2 separate regions of the Mus musculus genome follow, and region 2 is linked to region 1. A link is a contact called in public promoter capture Hi-C data. All regions are on one chromosome and are shown on one strand. The core of a region is the stretch at or near the end of the contact, and the rest is flanking DNA. Distances in the headings are between cores, read along the strand shown.

What was found. Promoter capture Hi-C pulls out the DNA fragments that hold promoters and counts their contacts.
Region 2: a contact with region 1 is called in a promoter capture Hi-C map of hippocampal neurons, with 2.0 times the contacts expected there. The contact joins the enhancer-like site here to the promoter of Eml5 in region 1. A contact is called at or near these places in 4 of 39 promoter capture datasets (the 3T3-L1 cell line, HPC-7-derived erythroid cells, embryonic stem cells and 1 more), 3 of 484 Hi-C or Micro-C datasets (cerebral cortex, embryonic stem cells and nephron progenitors), 1 of 115 datasets of contacts at active chromatin or transcription factors (embryonic midbrain) and 1 of 9 other capture datasets (liver).

The regions. Positions count from the first base shown.
Region 1 is chr12:98,897,237-98,904,980 of GRCm38.p6, reverse strand. It overlaps Eml5 (echinoderm microtubule associated protein like 5), which reads left to right and starts at 3,497. Exons shown (of 44, transcript NM_001081191.1): 1 at 3,497-4,149. The coding sequence starts at 3,953.
Region 2 is chr12:99,007,943-99,015,686 of GRCm38.p6, reverse strand. No RefSeq gene overlaps it. Among named protein-coding and RNA genes, the nearest start is that of Gm40554, 13 kb to the left of the region's middle. Within about 2 kb of position 4,301, at least 46 of the 459 cell types and tissues checked have an H3K27ac peak or open chromatin away from gene starts, as enhancers often do. A contact at or near this core is called in cerebral cortex and hippocampal neurons, where this site is marked.

The DNA of each region.
Region 1 (7,744 bases), core at 2,248-4,747:
TGTGTAACAGTCCTGGCTGTCCTGGACTCTCTCTTTGCAAACCAGGCTAGCCTCAAAGTCACAGAGATCTGCCTGCTTCTGCCACCTAAGTGCTAGGCTAACAGTGTTACCACCATACCAGGCTTCTCCAGTCTTGGCTATTATATTGGATGAATTCTCCGTGGGGAATTGATGAGCTAAAGAAGGCCATCATAAGGTTCCAGACACAGAATTTCCTTTCTACAGGTAATTCAAGCACTAGCGAATTCAGACTCTAAAGAAGAGGGAATTGGAAGTTGAACTGAACTGTGGCAGTGGGCGGCTGGGAGAGTGAGTGTTGATGTAGAGACAGGAGTGGGAGTCAGTGAGGACTTGGTAGCCATGTTTGGGAGGCGGGAAGCGTTGAAGATCAAAAGGAAACTCATCTTGCCAATCTGCATAACTAAGGTAATAGTAGTTGTTCTTTTTTTTTTTAATTTACTATTTAAAAAAAGGTGATGTTTAAGGTGTGTTGGTGTGCAGGAAAAGATAATTTGGTATGGGACTTACTTTATTTGGATTATATGCCAATTTATAAAAGCTTTGGGTGGAGTCTAGTAGGCTTGTGGGATCGTTGTTCTCAGGCAGGGGACATCTGTTGTTTTTGCCAGTCTGACATCTGGCTCTCCTTCACAGGAGGAGTTTTGGGTGCCAGTCTGGTTTAGAAGGAGCCTTGTCCCAGAGCTGCATTTATTTACACCTGTTTTTAATTAAATTGCAGGCGTCTTTGGTTTGGTAGATGAAGACAGGGGATGATAGAGCATCCAAGCCAACCCCGAGGATCGCTAGTGGCATCCATCCCTTCTTAAACTGGAAGGCTGGGTCTTTCCCATTCTCTCTTCCTGTGGCTTTGACCCACCTAGCACTACTACTCTGTGGCTTCTAAGGGGGATCCACAACTCACGTCAGCTAATTAGAGACCATGAAGATGATGTCTACTAGTTTCCAGGGGACAGCCAAAAGAAAAAAGCTATTTCCACAGGGATTCCAAGCTAAGGGGGATTGGTCTATAGATGGAGCTGTTGGCAATTATTTTGCTTGTCTGGCAACTGAACCAACACCAGGTAAATCTGGGTTAAGTCTAATGGCCGGGTTCTGATTCTAATTATTGGCATCTTAGCTTTCAAGTCCATTGATGTACTTTTCGGCCTTTTGATACATTATAATTCTCTTTAATCTAAGGCAGTGGGAATGACTTTCAATTACATATAACCAAATAAATTCTTACTAATACAATAATATAGTACAGGTATCAGAAAATGATTGTTTTCAGATAAAAACAAGAGGTTTCCTATTTTAAGTACATAATATTTTGTTTTACATTTAATGATTGAGATAAAAATAAGGAACATCTGTGTTAAGTTCTGTACACAAAAAAGAGTGACCAAAGGCCTGGTTGTAGAAATTAAAACTATTATAATTTATAACGCATGAAGTCAATAGCTATAATATCACAAATTTCAGCAATGTATGTTTCACTTGCTTTACTTCATATGTGTATATCTGTTTATGTATGTACACATGCATGCGGACATGCCTTTGCATGTATGGGTAGAGAGGCTAGAGCTCAGTGTTGTCTTCCTCTATGCATCTTACTAAAATTTTAAAATCACATTTATCTATCTATCTATCTATTTATTGGTGACTACCAGGGGCACATGTGTAAGTGAGAATCAGAGGACAATGTGCATGGGTTGCTTCTTTGTAATATACATGGTTCTCAGGGGTCAAACTACAGTTGTCAGATATGGGGACAAGCTCTTTTACCTACTGAACCATTTTGCTAGCCCAGTCTTCCGCTGAACCTGGGCCTCAGTCGTTTTAGCTGGGCTTTACGGTTAGTGAACCGCCATGATACACCTGTCTCTGCCTCCTTAGCAGTCAGCTTTTTATGTGAGACCTGGAGATGCGAAGCTCAGTTCTTATACTTGGGCAGCAAGCACTCACCTTCTTAGCCATCAGCCCATGGCTGACCTTACATTTCTTTTATAGGCTGGAGGATACATATCTCGGTGCCAACACATGAACAGAAAACCACAAATAACTCCATTTGCTTGAATTTTAGAATACACCCCACATGTCTGAACTATGTAGCTTCAGACTGGACTAGGAGGCATCAGATTACCAAAGGATTATTGTTCTTTTACGTAAATGGTTCACCAGATGTTTACTTGTTGATCCATATCTGGGGTCTGGTTGCATGACTTTCAGAAAGCGGTAACACCTTGTCCAGGGTAAAGGCTTGACTGACTTCTCTGCCATGACCCTGCTAACAGATCGCATAGAGAACTGGTGAGATTTGCTTTCCTCTCTTTAGTATTCATGAATGGTTCACTTTCCAGCCACCGCTGTGCCTCCGTCATCTCTTTTGGTCTTAAGTTGTCATCTGAGGATGGCTTAATTAAGAATGTTTTTGCTTCAAACTCTACCCTTGGGTCATTAAAAATTGCAATGGAAAATATGATAATGGGAAAATAAATTATTTAAATCTAGTATTAATCTGAAGTTCTTAAATATGTACCATGGGATCTGTAAAACATTGTGTTGAAAAAAAAACTGTACAGAGAGAAATTCTTATTCTTCTACACCCTACCTCATAAAAATTATATGTAGCTAGTGATTAATATTTCACGATGTACGGCAACAAATATTTAATTTTTTCTAAGCATACATAGATGTTACATAGTCAACATCTCTTCCAGGAGTAGTCTACCTGATCACAATTATTTAGGCCATCTGATTTCACAATTACTTTAAAACATGCCCTTCTTCATTTTAATCAAGAGATAATTGCTGCTATCCAAAACAGCAGCTGAAAGATCTGCCAGCGGGGTGGGGGTGGGTGGTGGTGGGGTGCGTGGGGGGGGGGGGTGGGTTCGGAGTTTTGGTGGGGACAGTGATGCACATTTGTAATCTCAGCATTCAGGAGACAAAAACAGGAGGATTATGAGTTTGAGGCCTGTTGAACAACAGTAGTAACAAATCCAGGACTATTTATTAGGACAGTGTATCTAATGTGTCAAAAGCACATTTGCGAGGTTAGGTTTTCTTCTTGCCAAATTTCTGGACCAGAGAGCACCATGATAAGCAAACACACACGTATATGTAAGGTATGGAGGAGGCGATTAAAGAATAAAGTGAACATTCTATTCTGGTGTTATTCATTGGCATATGAAATAGCTGAGGTCTAAGGGCAAGCGGGATTCCCCAGAGATTCCTGAGCAAGCAAACCCAGCAACAGGAATCCAAATCTGGGTGGGGTAATCCAGGTCTCGCGAGGGTGGGAACGGGTGCTTAGATCTTGGTAGGGAGGACTGCGTGGGGGGGGGGGGCGGGGGGGCGGGGGGCGTTAACCACAGCCTGGTGGTGGTGAGCAGGGAGCTCTCTGATTCCGCTCTACTCCGGGAGGGGCGGGGCCACCTGAGAGGTGGGGCTAGCGCAGGGGAGGGGCGGGGCCGCGCGGCTCCGCCCTCCCGCCACTCAGCTGGGCTCGGGAGCGCGCGGCGCGGCTCCGCCGGGGCTGTGGAGGCGAGGTAGCGGCTAGACCGGAGCGCCGCAGGTGACCCGGGCGGGGAGTCCGGTGCGCGGGGCGGGCGGAGAAGAAGCGGGCTGGAGGCGCGTCCCCGTCCCCCCTCTTCGCTTGGTTGTCTTCCAGCCTAAGGCACTGGGCTGAGGGGACACGGCGAGCTCCCAGACGCGCGAGGCTCCCGGACAGCCGGCGGCGCTCGCGGCCCTCAGCATGTTCGGTGAGGCGAGGCTTTTCCTCCCGCCCGTGGGCTGAAGCGGCGGCGGCGGCTGCGGCGGCCACGCAAGCGAGATGCACCTGCCGGGCTCGGCTTAGAGGAGCGTCCGGGCCGCCAGCGGGAGAGCTTTCGTCACCCAGCCCCGGCGGCGACCGCGGGCCCGAGCCGCAGCGACGGGTGGGCGCACCGACATGGCGGCTCGGAGCGCCCCGAGCTGCCACCTGCGGCTCGAGTGGGTGTACGGCTACCGGGGCCACCAGTGCCGCAACAACCTCTACTACACGGCGGCCAAGGAGATCGTGTACTTCGTGGCGGGGGTCGGCGTGGTGTATAGTCCGCGGGAGCATCGGCAGAAGTTCTTCCGCGGCCACAGCGACGACATCATCAGGTACGGGCTCGGGGAGGCGGAGGGGTGGGGTGGGAGGGGGACCGCTGTCACCCCTGCCGAGCGCCCTCGGAGTTTGCAGCTGCCTGTCCTTCTGGAAGTCGTGGCCGTTCACGCAAAGGGGCATCACCCAGGACAGCGATGTGCATCTATCTGGTTCGGAGCCCACCCACTTACCACTCCGCTTTCCGCAGCGCCCTTTTCTAGGGGAGCGAGCCTACGGATGCTCCGCAGGCCTTCGCTTGACTGGATTTGTGACCTTTTCCGTTCCATCAACATCAGGAGTTTAGACTCCGTGATTGGTTTCTTGTTAAAAAGGAAATCTTATTTCGCTAGGGAAAGGAAACACTTGACAGAAGACTAACCCAAGCTCTGCGGTACTCAACTCTTGGCCGTAGTTATTAGTTCAGATTTCACTATCTGCAATTATCAGCAGATAGCAAAGAAACTCATGTGTTACTCGGAAGGCAATTCACTAGAGGTTAAAATTCGCACGCTGGAAGGCACTTGGAGGGTATGTCTTTTATGAGAAATAACCTTTACCACACCGATTTCCGATTCTGTTTATCTTCATCAGAGTAACCTTAAGTTTACTTTCTTATTAGTAATTTCAATCACAGGGTGACAGTATCTTGCTCTCTATTGATCTGAATCTTAACGTTGGCCGAGATGTTTGGTAAGCTGTACATATAAAGGGTAATTTTCCACATTTCAGTCGAACTCTAATGTTAAAGTTGGGAGCGTTTGAATTGATTATTGCCTCAAGCACATTTCTGTCTTCCAACAAAGCGAATGTATTACAGAAAAATTTGCAAGTGTGTTATGTTGTTGCTTCTGTGTTCTTGACCCGGGTTCTGTGAGCAGGCATATTTGTTTCTTCGTGGATGTTTCGAATTAGGCACATCAAAAATCAGTATAGTGGTTTGATGCAGCGTAAGCAAGACACTCTGGTGCTGAAACTCTACGAGATTGTTATTTTAGCTCTCTGTACATATATAAGGGGGAAGGGGACCCCAGGCAATTGGAAGGTCAGCTGGGATGGAACAAAGTAAAAGTTAACAGCATATAAGATTGCAGAGAAGGGAAGGCTTGGTGGGGGCTTATTATCATTCTCTTGTTCATTAGACACTGCAGTGAAGGTTTTCCAGATTCTAGTTTTTTGGAAAGGAATCTGACAAGCAGTTTTATTTTTCTCAATTTAGGAATTTTCTGTTGTAGTGGTAGTCAAGGCATGAGACCTAGTGAAAGCCCCAAATCACTAATTTGAACAGAAGTTAATAGTAATTTCCCATCTTATTCACCCCAAGAAGAGAGTTATCTCATTTTCTTTTCTTTTCCCTCTGTCCTGCCATGTCTGTCCTTCTGTATGGATTGGGCCTCTAGCTTTACAAAACTACATGAATAGCTTTTGAGTAGCAGCCTCCCACCAGATATTACCAGGTTAAATTAAGTTAGTGGTGAGGACGTGAAGGATATGGCGGGTGTGATCATGAGTGCAAGACCCTGTTTGTATGGAAGTTTTCCAAAACTTGATGGGGTTTATTTGAGAGGAAGATGAAGCTATGCCTTCATTCTCCTAGCAGTAGTTAGAGGCTGTGTTATATAGCACACTGTTTGACTTTTTTTTTTTTTTTTTTTGGTCATACTGCAGATTGAACAAATAGGCCTCACAAATGGTTAAGCGCTGGCTCACTGAGCTACGCTGACTGTGGTTTTTATATTTTTTTGAGTAAACTGTAAGGAAGGTTGTACTTTTGTCTTGTGCAAAAGTTGTGCAACCCATACATGCATCTCAAAACACTTCAAATTGCAAACATACTCTACATGTCTGTGATTTGATGCAAACGATATATTATTATATAATTTATGGCAATTTAAAAAGATCTGAAAAGTTGTTGTGGGCAGTAAAGTTGAAACCATGCAGTGTATTAAAGATTGTGGCACAAATTTAATACAATACTAAGAATATAGTTGAGAAATGGAAGTACTTTGGAAATTGTATTTCAGATAATGACAAATTATTCTTGTGAAATAGAATAGTCAAATATTAAAACCTGTTTTTTTTTCAATTCAGTGCTTAACCTGTAAGCATAGAAACCACTCCAGTAATTTCTCACTATTTCACAGCAGAAGATACAGCATTCATGCATGTAACAGATGGTTAGAAAGCCATGTTATGATTTAATTAGCCTTAATGAAAATATTTTCATGAGTTTTATTTCTATATCTACTTAAAATTTCCTTGTGATTTGTTGGTGAAATATAACTTTAGGCTGAGACTGTTCTAAAGTGAACTGGCAATTATCATTTGGTTTTAAATCTGTAAGTGCTATGTTGGTTTTAAAGTTTGAATAGTCTGTTATTTGTTTGATGCTTCTATACTCTTACTGTCACCGAGGATGATATGACATTTTATTGCAGCCTTATATTTGTCTGCCTTCTTTTGCCCTTGTCTGTGTGTACTCCACTTCTCTAGGCATTATTCTTTTACTGCTAATTATTCCAATAACTTGTTTATACTTAGATGTGAACTTCAATGCCAAAATAATACAAGATGTTTTCCTTTTGTGCTCTCCCCTGCGTGCGCGTGTTTCAAGTTCGTTTGTTTCAATTTCTCTAGTAGGTGTTTGCAACAGTTTTTAGACTGTTATACTATGTTGCAAGTTCTATATTTAGGGTAAGAGGCTTATCAATGATCTGGTTTGTATTTTGAAACTTTTGCTAGCTGGTTTCCCCAAAGGATCTGGTAGTGTTTAAATTATGTTTTTCTTGTTATTTATTGCCTACCAACATTTATTTTGCAAAGTAGTGGATATTATCAAAAGTTCTCAAATCATGTATACCAGGAAGGGTCATGGATGGGATATAATTAATTTGGTATGTTTTCCTATTAGCCTCTAGTTGACTCAGTTGTCACATTTTATAGATCTAGAACTTGAAATGTTTTAAAATTAATTCCATTTATTCCTTCAAAAGACTTATTTCTTCCTTTTTTCCTTAAAGACTCAGCTTCAGTCCTCGGGGAAACAGTCATCTCCTGTGTCATACTCTGTGTTATAACAGAATATCTGAAGGCTGTTTTACTGCTTTCACCAACCCCTCTAATATTTATTTACCTTTGGTTCTGTTTTGCTGTAGCCATTTTTCTCAGGGTCACTAATGACTTACACATTGCCAAATCCAGTGGTGAGGTGTCAGCTCACATCTTTTTGATTTTTTTTTTTTTGTCACCACTCAACCCATTTGTTCATGCCCACCTTTTTAAATACTCCAAAAATTTGAAAGTTGATACATAAAACTAAAAAGTGCACAAATTTTGATATGTGTATATATTGATTAATGTTTAAATCTATGTAAAAAATGTTTCTGGCCTTAAACCTTTATCATTTCTTTTTGGTGAAAACATAGGAAAAAAAACCCTTTAGTTTTAAGAAATACATAGTTCATTTTCATTAACTGTAGCCACCCTACTGTGCAGGAACATGTCGGATTTCTTAGTCCTCACCATAACTGAGAGCTCATCCTTTTTCCATCCTTCTCCTCTGCCATGCTTTCCCCAGTCTCTTGTAACAACCAGTCTACTCGCAAAATCATATGA
Region 2 (7,744 bases), core at 3,052-5,551, 110 kb before region 1:
CAGCAACAGACACAGCATCCTCCCCCATAATAGTTCAGAGAGTTGAACTTCCAATGACCTGCAAAGTTCTAGATCTCAGGATTTATTTTCTCCTCCTAACTTTCTCAAGCTAAGTGGATCAAGTCTGGAAGGCACAGTTTACATATTTTCTGTGTCTCCATCTCTCTCTCTCTCTCTCTCTCTCTCTCTCTCTCTCTCTCTCTCTCTCTCTCTTTACTGTTGTAGTTCTGGGGATTGAATCTAAGATCTTTTACACTCATGAGGCTCTCTAGCCCCTAAAAAAAAAAAATTAAGACAAGAGTTCATTAAATTACATAGGTTAGCCTTAAGTTAACTCTGTAGCCTGGGCTGGCCTTAGATTTGTGATTATTTCTGCCTCTGCCACCAGAATAACTGGGATTATGAGCTTGAGCCAACTAGCTTATTTTAGGACATGGCTTTGGAGGAAGGGAGGGAGAGAGGGAGGGAGGGAGAGAGAGAGAGGGGGGGAGAGAGAGAGGGATGGAGAGAGAGAGAGAGAGAGAGAGAGAGAGAGAGAGAATACAAATAAAAGAACAGAGAGTAAGAGGGTAAAGATGGGGAAAAGGTATAAAAACACTTGACCAAACTCAAATCCAGAAATGACTGAGAGACTAACATTTCCTCAGACTATACCTATTCAACATTGTTAGCAGAAATGAATCCTAGACTTTCAGACTTTTTTTTTTTTAACCTAGAACTCATGATGTGGCATTTCTGGTTGCCTTGGTTTACACTCAAGTAGTTTGGGTATCTCCATGAATGTACACATGATTCTCTTTGCTTCCAAATGGCAGTGTCTGCTGTTGGCAGGCTATGTGACTATGGAGCCAAGTACACCTGCATTAGCAAACACCTACCTCCAACTCTTTTTAGATTTTGAGGTTAGAGAAGCCAACGTCAAAGGTAACTATTACTCTGATATCTATAATCATAGAACTCCTTCGCCCTAGCCCTCGTCCTTTAAAAAGTTTTTTGAGACAAGGAATCCTTAAAGTACAGGTTGGCCTTGAACTCACTCAGTGGGACGGCCTAGGCTGTTGCTGAACTACTTACCAACAGAACCAGTGTGCTGATGATATTCATGGCTGGCTTCTGCTTGTCCTTATCTGAAGAGATCCATCTGTGCTGTATAGTATGGAATGCCATTGCATGTCTTCTTCATTGGCCTGCAGAGGGCTCTCAGAGTGTTATAGATCAGAGAATCCCCCTTGGTGTTCCCCTCATCTTCCATTTTGTTGTAGAGGAAAGTGTGTTTTCCCCCTTGCTTCCTTCCAGTAACAGCTGCCACAGCTTCAGTAAAGCTGTGGGGCTGGAGGAAAAGAACCCCACCAACATAGCTAATGAAGGGGGACTATCCAATGAAGAGGAAGCTGCCTTAGGGGTAGATCACCACCAGCAGATTATGATACTACAGGTAGAATCTTAACACAACATGGTAGAGGAGTGAAGGGGAAACCATCAAATTGCCACGGTTGTCCTAAAACCTGCCCTTTGCAGTCTCTTTCTGCAAACAGGAGACTATCTGTGGCAGGGTGAGTGAGAATGCCCCCATAGGTTCTTACACAGAAATGTTTGGTACCCAGTTGGTGGAACTGCTTGGGAAGGATGAGGGGGTGTGGTCATGTTGGAGGAGGCTTGGAAGTTTTAAAAGCTCGTGCCTTTTCCCAGTTTGTTCTCTCTCTCTCTCTCTCTCTCTCTCTCTCTCTCTCTCTCTCTCTTCTCCTCTTTCTCTGCCTCCAACTTTTGGATCAGGATATGAGTTCTTGGCCACTGCTCCAGCGCCACGCCTGTCTGACTACTATCATGTCCCCCATGATGATAGTTATAGACTAACCATCTGGAACTGTCTTCTTCATTGGCCTGCAGAGGGCTCTCAGAGTGTTATGGGTACCCCAAAAGTTCATGAAATGAAAATATTTTCCCTGAAGCCTTGCATCCCCAGAACAGCCTTGCCTGTGGTTAGCTCCCCATGCTTATAAAACCCATTTTCTTTGCCCCATTAATCAGGGACAAAAAAAAAAAAACCTAGTTGGCAAAAGCTCATCCCCACGGGAGCAGTGCCTTGGTCAGATGTTCATCAGGTGACAGACAAGGCACCAACAGATGCTTGGCCTGCCTTGGGTTTTTCTATGGAAGAGGGCCTCTGAAAGCTTAGAGGTGTTGGGTAAGAGGCACAGCCATTGGGTCCTCTAAACTGAAGCATGGGTCTCTTAGTTACAGGGCTGCTTGGGATCTAAACTCAGGTCCTCACACTTGCATAGCCAAGAGCTTTACCCTCTCAACCACATTTCCAGCCCTAAATGAACTTTTTTAATGCTTTGGGGACTCAGAGATTGAATTCTTTAAGGACTCAGATAGGATATTATCTTTCCTCAAGGATATAAAGTCAAAATGTCAATGAGAGGAGAAACTCCTACCAATCCGATCATTTGAACCCACCTGGTGATTAGTAAAGCATCACACATCACAACCAAGTACTGTCACATCTATGGAACTCCCTAGCAGATTTGCTCTCTGCTAGCACTCCGGCAGATTTTGGAAGTAGAACACCACAATTTCATAAAATAGCTTCTTAAAATACCCTGCCCCCTCTCTCTGTAGAATCATCTTAACATGTGGGGTGTTTGCTTCCGATTACTATAATAAAATATCTGAGTCTTCAAAAAATAAAACATTTATGGGGCTGGTGAGATGGCTCAGTGGGTGAAGTGGATGCTGTGTGTCTTAGTCAGGGTTTCTATTCCTGCACGAACATCATGACCAAGAAGCAAGTTGGGGAGGAAAGGGTTTATTTGTCTTACACTTCCATACTGCTGTTCATCACCAAGGAAGTCAGGACTGGAACTCAAGCAGGTCAGGAAGCAGGAGCTGATGCAGAGGCCATGGAGGGATGTTCCTTATTGGCTTGTTTACCAGTCTTGCTCAGCCTGCTCTCTTATAGAACACAAGACTACCAGCCCAGAGATGGTCCCACCCAGAAGGGGCCTTTCCCCCTTGATCACTAATTGAGAAAATGCCTTACAGTTGGATCTCATGGAGGCATTTCCTCAACTGAAGCTCCTTTCTCTGTGAGAACTCCAGGTGTGTCAAGTTGACACAAAACTAGCCAGTACACAGTGCATGTGCGAAGACCTGAGCTTGGATCCCAAGCACCCTTGTAAAAGCACGGCACAGAGGCACATCTTTGCAGTGCCAGTACTAGAGGACAGAGGTAGGCACAGCTGAAGGTTTTCTGGGCCAGCTCGTCTAGCCAAAGAGCTGAGCTCTGGATTCTGTGAAAGACACTGCTTTAAGTAAACAAACAATCAAACCAATAAGGAGATGTGATTGAAGAAGACAGCCTCATGTCCACCCCAAGCCTCTACACATGCCCACATATGAACACACTCATCACATACACAAATGCACACGAGAAAGAGAAGGGGGGGAAAAAAGCCATCAGAGTTAAACTTCCAAGAGAACACAAAAATTTGACTATTCTATTCTCCAGCCATTAACGACCAGTTCATGGGTCCCTCTAGGTCAATTCAAAATCCTGTCAATGTCACCTTCAGCATCTCTCCCTTCTCCAACAGAGAATCCCCAGGTTCCTCTCTGCTTAATATTATTATTATTTATTATTATTATTATTATTATTATTATTATTATTATGAAGTGACTGTTTATTGACTATGTTCAATTTTTAAAGCGCAATTAGGAATGGCGGAAGGAAGCCAAAATAAAATTCTCATTTAGCTTTTTTTTTTTTTCCCGCCAAATGCGGAGATGGGTTTTTAAATGAAGGCAGGGCCTTGGTGCAAGAGCTTGGAAAATGGCAGTGAAACGGCAGCTGGACTAATGTGCGACATTGTTCCTGGACAGCCTTTTTATTTCCATCTATATTTTCTCCGAAAGTCCCCAGGGAATCCGTTCTGTTAAAGCCGGGCCTATGGAATATAGGCAGTGCTCTGTTGCTGTGGCAACCATTATCTCCTAATTCCTTTTCTTTTCTAAAAATAAAGTGCCCTTTCTCAAAGTATCTCCCACCCCCTGCCCTCCCCTCCCCGCCCCAGCCCCTGCTTTTTATTTAAATCTCTCGGTAGCAGCCGCGCCTCTCCTGCCTGACCTGGCGTTACTTTTGTTTGCTTGAGGAGAGCCACACATCGTGCCCATTACGAACTCCCCCCACTGTCCGTCTCTGAGTGTTAAATTAGAAGTCTAATGAAAGCTGTAGAGCAGCCCCAGCGATCTCATAGAGGGGGTGATGGTCCCAGAGCTAAAGAACAGATGCCACTTGGAACCTGGGATCTTCAGCTCATTAATTCATCTGCTGCTTTCAAGGAACTTCATTTCCATGACAAAAAAGAACCGTGCAGGGCTGAAACCGTGGGCGGAGGGCCAAGGCGGCTCTGAAGAGGCTCGGACTTCACTCAAGCCTTTGATCCCTGACTGCACTACGATGTCCCTTCCCTTGGATTTTTGCATTGTCCTAGGCTTCCTTTGGCCGGCATAGGACGATCTATCTGCTTCTGAGGCATTTGGAATGTTCGGCATTGGCCTAAATTTCGCAGCCTTTGTACATCAAAGATGGCCCTTTCAAAGTGATTGCTTTGGGCTTCTGAACCAAAAGGGTCAGTCTAGAGATGGTGTCCTTTCTGAGACCATCCGCCATGGTGGGATTGTATGAAAATGGGCCTTGCCATGAGTCAAAACCAAAGAATGTTTCTGCCAAAGATGAAATAAGGCAAATAGCTATGACCCCTGCCCTCTAAGCGTCCAGATGAAGCCACACCCCTGTATCCAAGGATTGAGATGTTGGTGAAATGGCAAAGACATCTCTAGCCCTATTCCCATTCCCATCTCTCCCTCCCTAGCCCTACCCTGGCCAAGCTTCTCTGGTAAGTCAGTTTGCTTCTCCATGTCAAGCTAAGAGGCTAAGGCAGGAACAGACAATATCAACTTTGGCTTACAAACAGCTGTATTTGGGCCCCACTGTGTTTAAAGGAAACCTTTAAAGTTTTCCCATAATAAACAAGGTTAGGCAAAAATCATTATTTTTGTTATCTTCCTCTTATGATTTTAAGCGTGTGTGTGCATACATACATGTGTGCATATGTGTGCTTGCTTGTGTGTTTGTGTGTGTGTTGGGCGTGTGTTTGGGGCTTTATCTTAAGTTAATTGACACAGGAACAGCTGCCCACAAGTACCCTGGAGGACCATGTGAGATTTGAATCAAAACAGACAGCACATAAGATGCTCTATGAATCATCTAGAGTGAGGCCTTACCTTTGTCGGGTACGTAAACATTAGGGATAAATGGATGAACAAATGTGCCCTGTGGGGGATGGGGAGATGGCTTGGTCAGTAAGGTCCTTGCAATGCAAGCAGGAGTACCTGGGTTCAGATGCCAGCACCTCCATAAAGAGCCGGGCCTGGTGATGCGGGCATGTAATCTTAGTGTCTCAGTGCTGGAGACAGGAAGACCCGTGGAACTCCAGAACTGGCTGGCCCACCAGTCTGAGTCGGTGAGCTTAAGAGACCAAGATAAGGTGAAGAACAATATAGGAAAACATCCTCCATTCTGCTCTGGCCTCCACATGAACACACCCACACATTCATATGCATACATCACATACACACACAACGCTCACGTGTAAGCACACATGCATACAGGCTCACACTAAAAAGACGATGATAGTAATTCTCAGGTTTGCTGTAAAGGTTGAAAGATTCATTCTTTATGGAGTGAGCACTTACAGGGCTTGGCATATGAAAATTACCATGTAAATATTTGTTTAGTTAACCCTCAAATGTTTCAATCCCCTAGATATATTTTAACCCCTCTACTTGATCTTTTCCCTCCTAGTTATCATGCAGATTCCTTGTATGGAAAATGACTCCAGACCCAAGCCCTGGCCACAGATATGTCCTTGGGGCAGAATCCCGGCTGCTACTAAACCTGGCTTTCAGACCTCATTTTCTAGTTAGTTGCCTAATTTAGAGACCTTGTCAATTTGCATTACATAGAAATAATGCAATCAGACTTCAAAGCTGCTTAGAACTGTGCCCTGCAGCCCATTGCTCTGAACTTCCCAAAGTAGGTTGGAGCAAGCGTAAATTATCTCACAGCATGACACTTCTGTGATCACTGGAGCATGTTGGGAGGGGGCAACAATAGAAATAAAAAGGCCAAATAAATGTACCACTTCCTCCCTACACATGGAAGCCGAGATGAAATCCTTTCATAGAAACGATGTGGATTCGTTCTATTATCATGGGCGCTCTTGTTTACTTCTTTTCTTCTGCGTCTTATTAGTAATCTAGTAGAACCTCCATCAAGTTTGGCTAAAAGAATTGGGAATGTACAGTACTCAGATTTTGAAAGCAAAAGCCTCAGGAGGCTTCACATGATCCCTCCCAGTGGCTGTTCTTTCCACCCCCTAAGCATTATCTTACTTTTAAGGGCACAAAAGAACTCTATTTTGATGTTTCACATAAAAGGAATCTTCTAGAATGTGTGGTCCAGGATTGTGTGCTGTTAATTTTTGTCCTCTAGGCAGTTGGTCCTGGGGTGTATAAGAAAGCAGAGTGAGCAAGCCATTAGGAGCAAGCCAGTAAGTAGTATTCCTAAGTAGCACCCAGTAAAAGGGTGGCAGTCCTCCTTTTGGTGGATCACTTGGCACTCACCCCCCAACCCCATGGTCTTGTAGATGGAGACTCTTGGGGAAGCCATTCAGGCACTGATAACTGTCTTTGACATCTTTTTTCAATGCCCAGCAAACCTGTCCTAATTACTGACCGTGTTTGACATATGGAATTTGAAGTCAGGAAATCTATAGATGAACTGCAGCTCTGGGTTATGGCTCTCTCTGATCCTCAATTTCATCATCAGTAGTACAGTAAAAATACACATAAAATTCATAATGTGGCTATTGAGTTATGTGAGTAAATGTCTTATAATATTGCAACCATTGCTATTACATATGCCCTGAATTATAACATGCTTTTCCTTGTCATCGAAAGATAAGTCATCTTGTTTATTGCTAAACTTCAAAATCAACAGTTCTTAACAGTAAAATGGCTTTGAGGAATACTATCTAGAGAGAAGTATAATTAGCCTAAGTTGTTTGTGCTTCATTGGGTACCCTGATTTACAGAGCTTGAAGAACATTTACAATAAACTGGTATGCTTCAAAACTAAAGTTCATATGTCTACATGGAGTTTTTATTTTAAGATAATCAACTACATATAAGGAAAGATACTACAAATAAAGTGAATAAATTTAAGAAGTAATGGATGCCAGGGATGTAGCTCACTGGTAGAGAGAGCACTTACCTAGGTTTTATGAGGCCCTGAGTTCCATATCTAAACACACACACACACACACACACACACACACACACACACACAGAGTCACAGTCACACATCACACTAACCATTTGAATGATGGGATTCTGTGTGCTTTCCATTGTATGTTCCTAAAAATTCTCCCTCTCCTCCCCCTCTCCCTTCACCCCTCCCCTCTTCTTCATCTTCTGGGATCTCCTCTCCTCAGCAAAGAGATAGCAGAATATGCTTCCAGGATGTATTTGAATCTGGATCTATATACACAAAGGCAGACTATGGTGGACACTGATGTTCCAGCTAGATCCCCTTTTAGGAAGAGCTATGACAGCTGCCAGAAGTACTACTGGTGTAAGAAGACAAAGCTAATCTACCTCATATATTGTTGGACCATGAAGC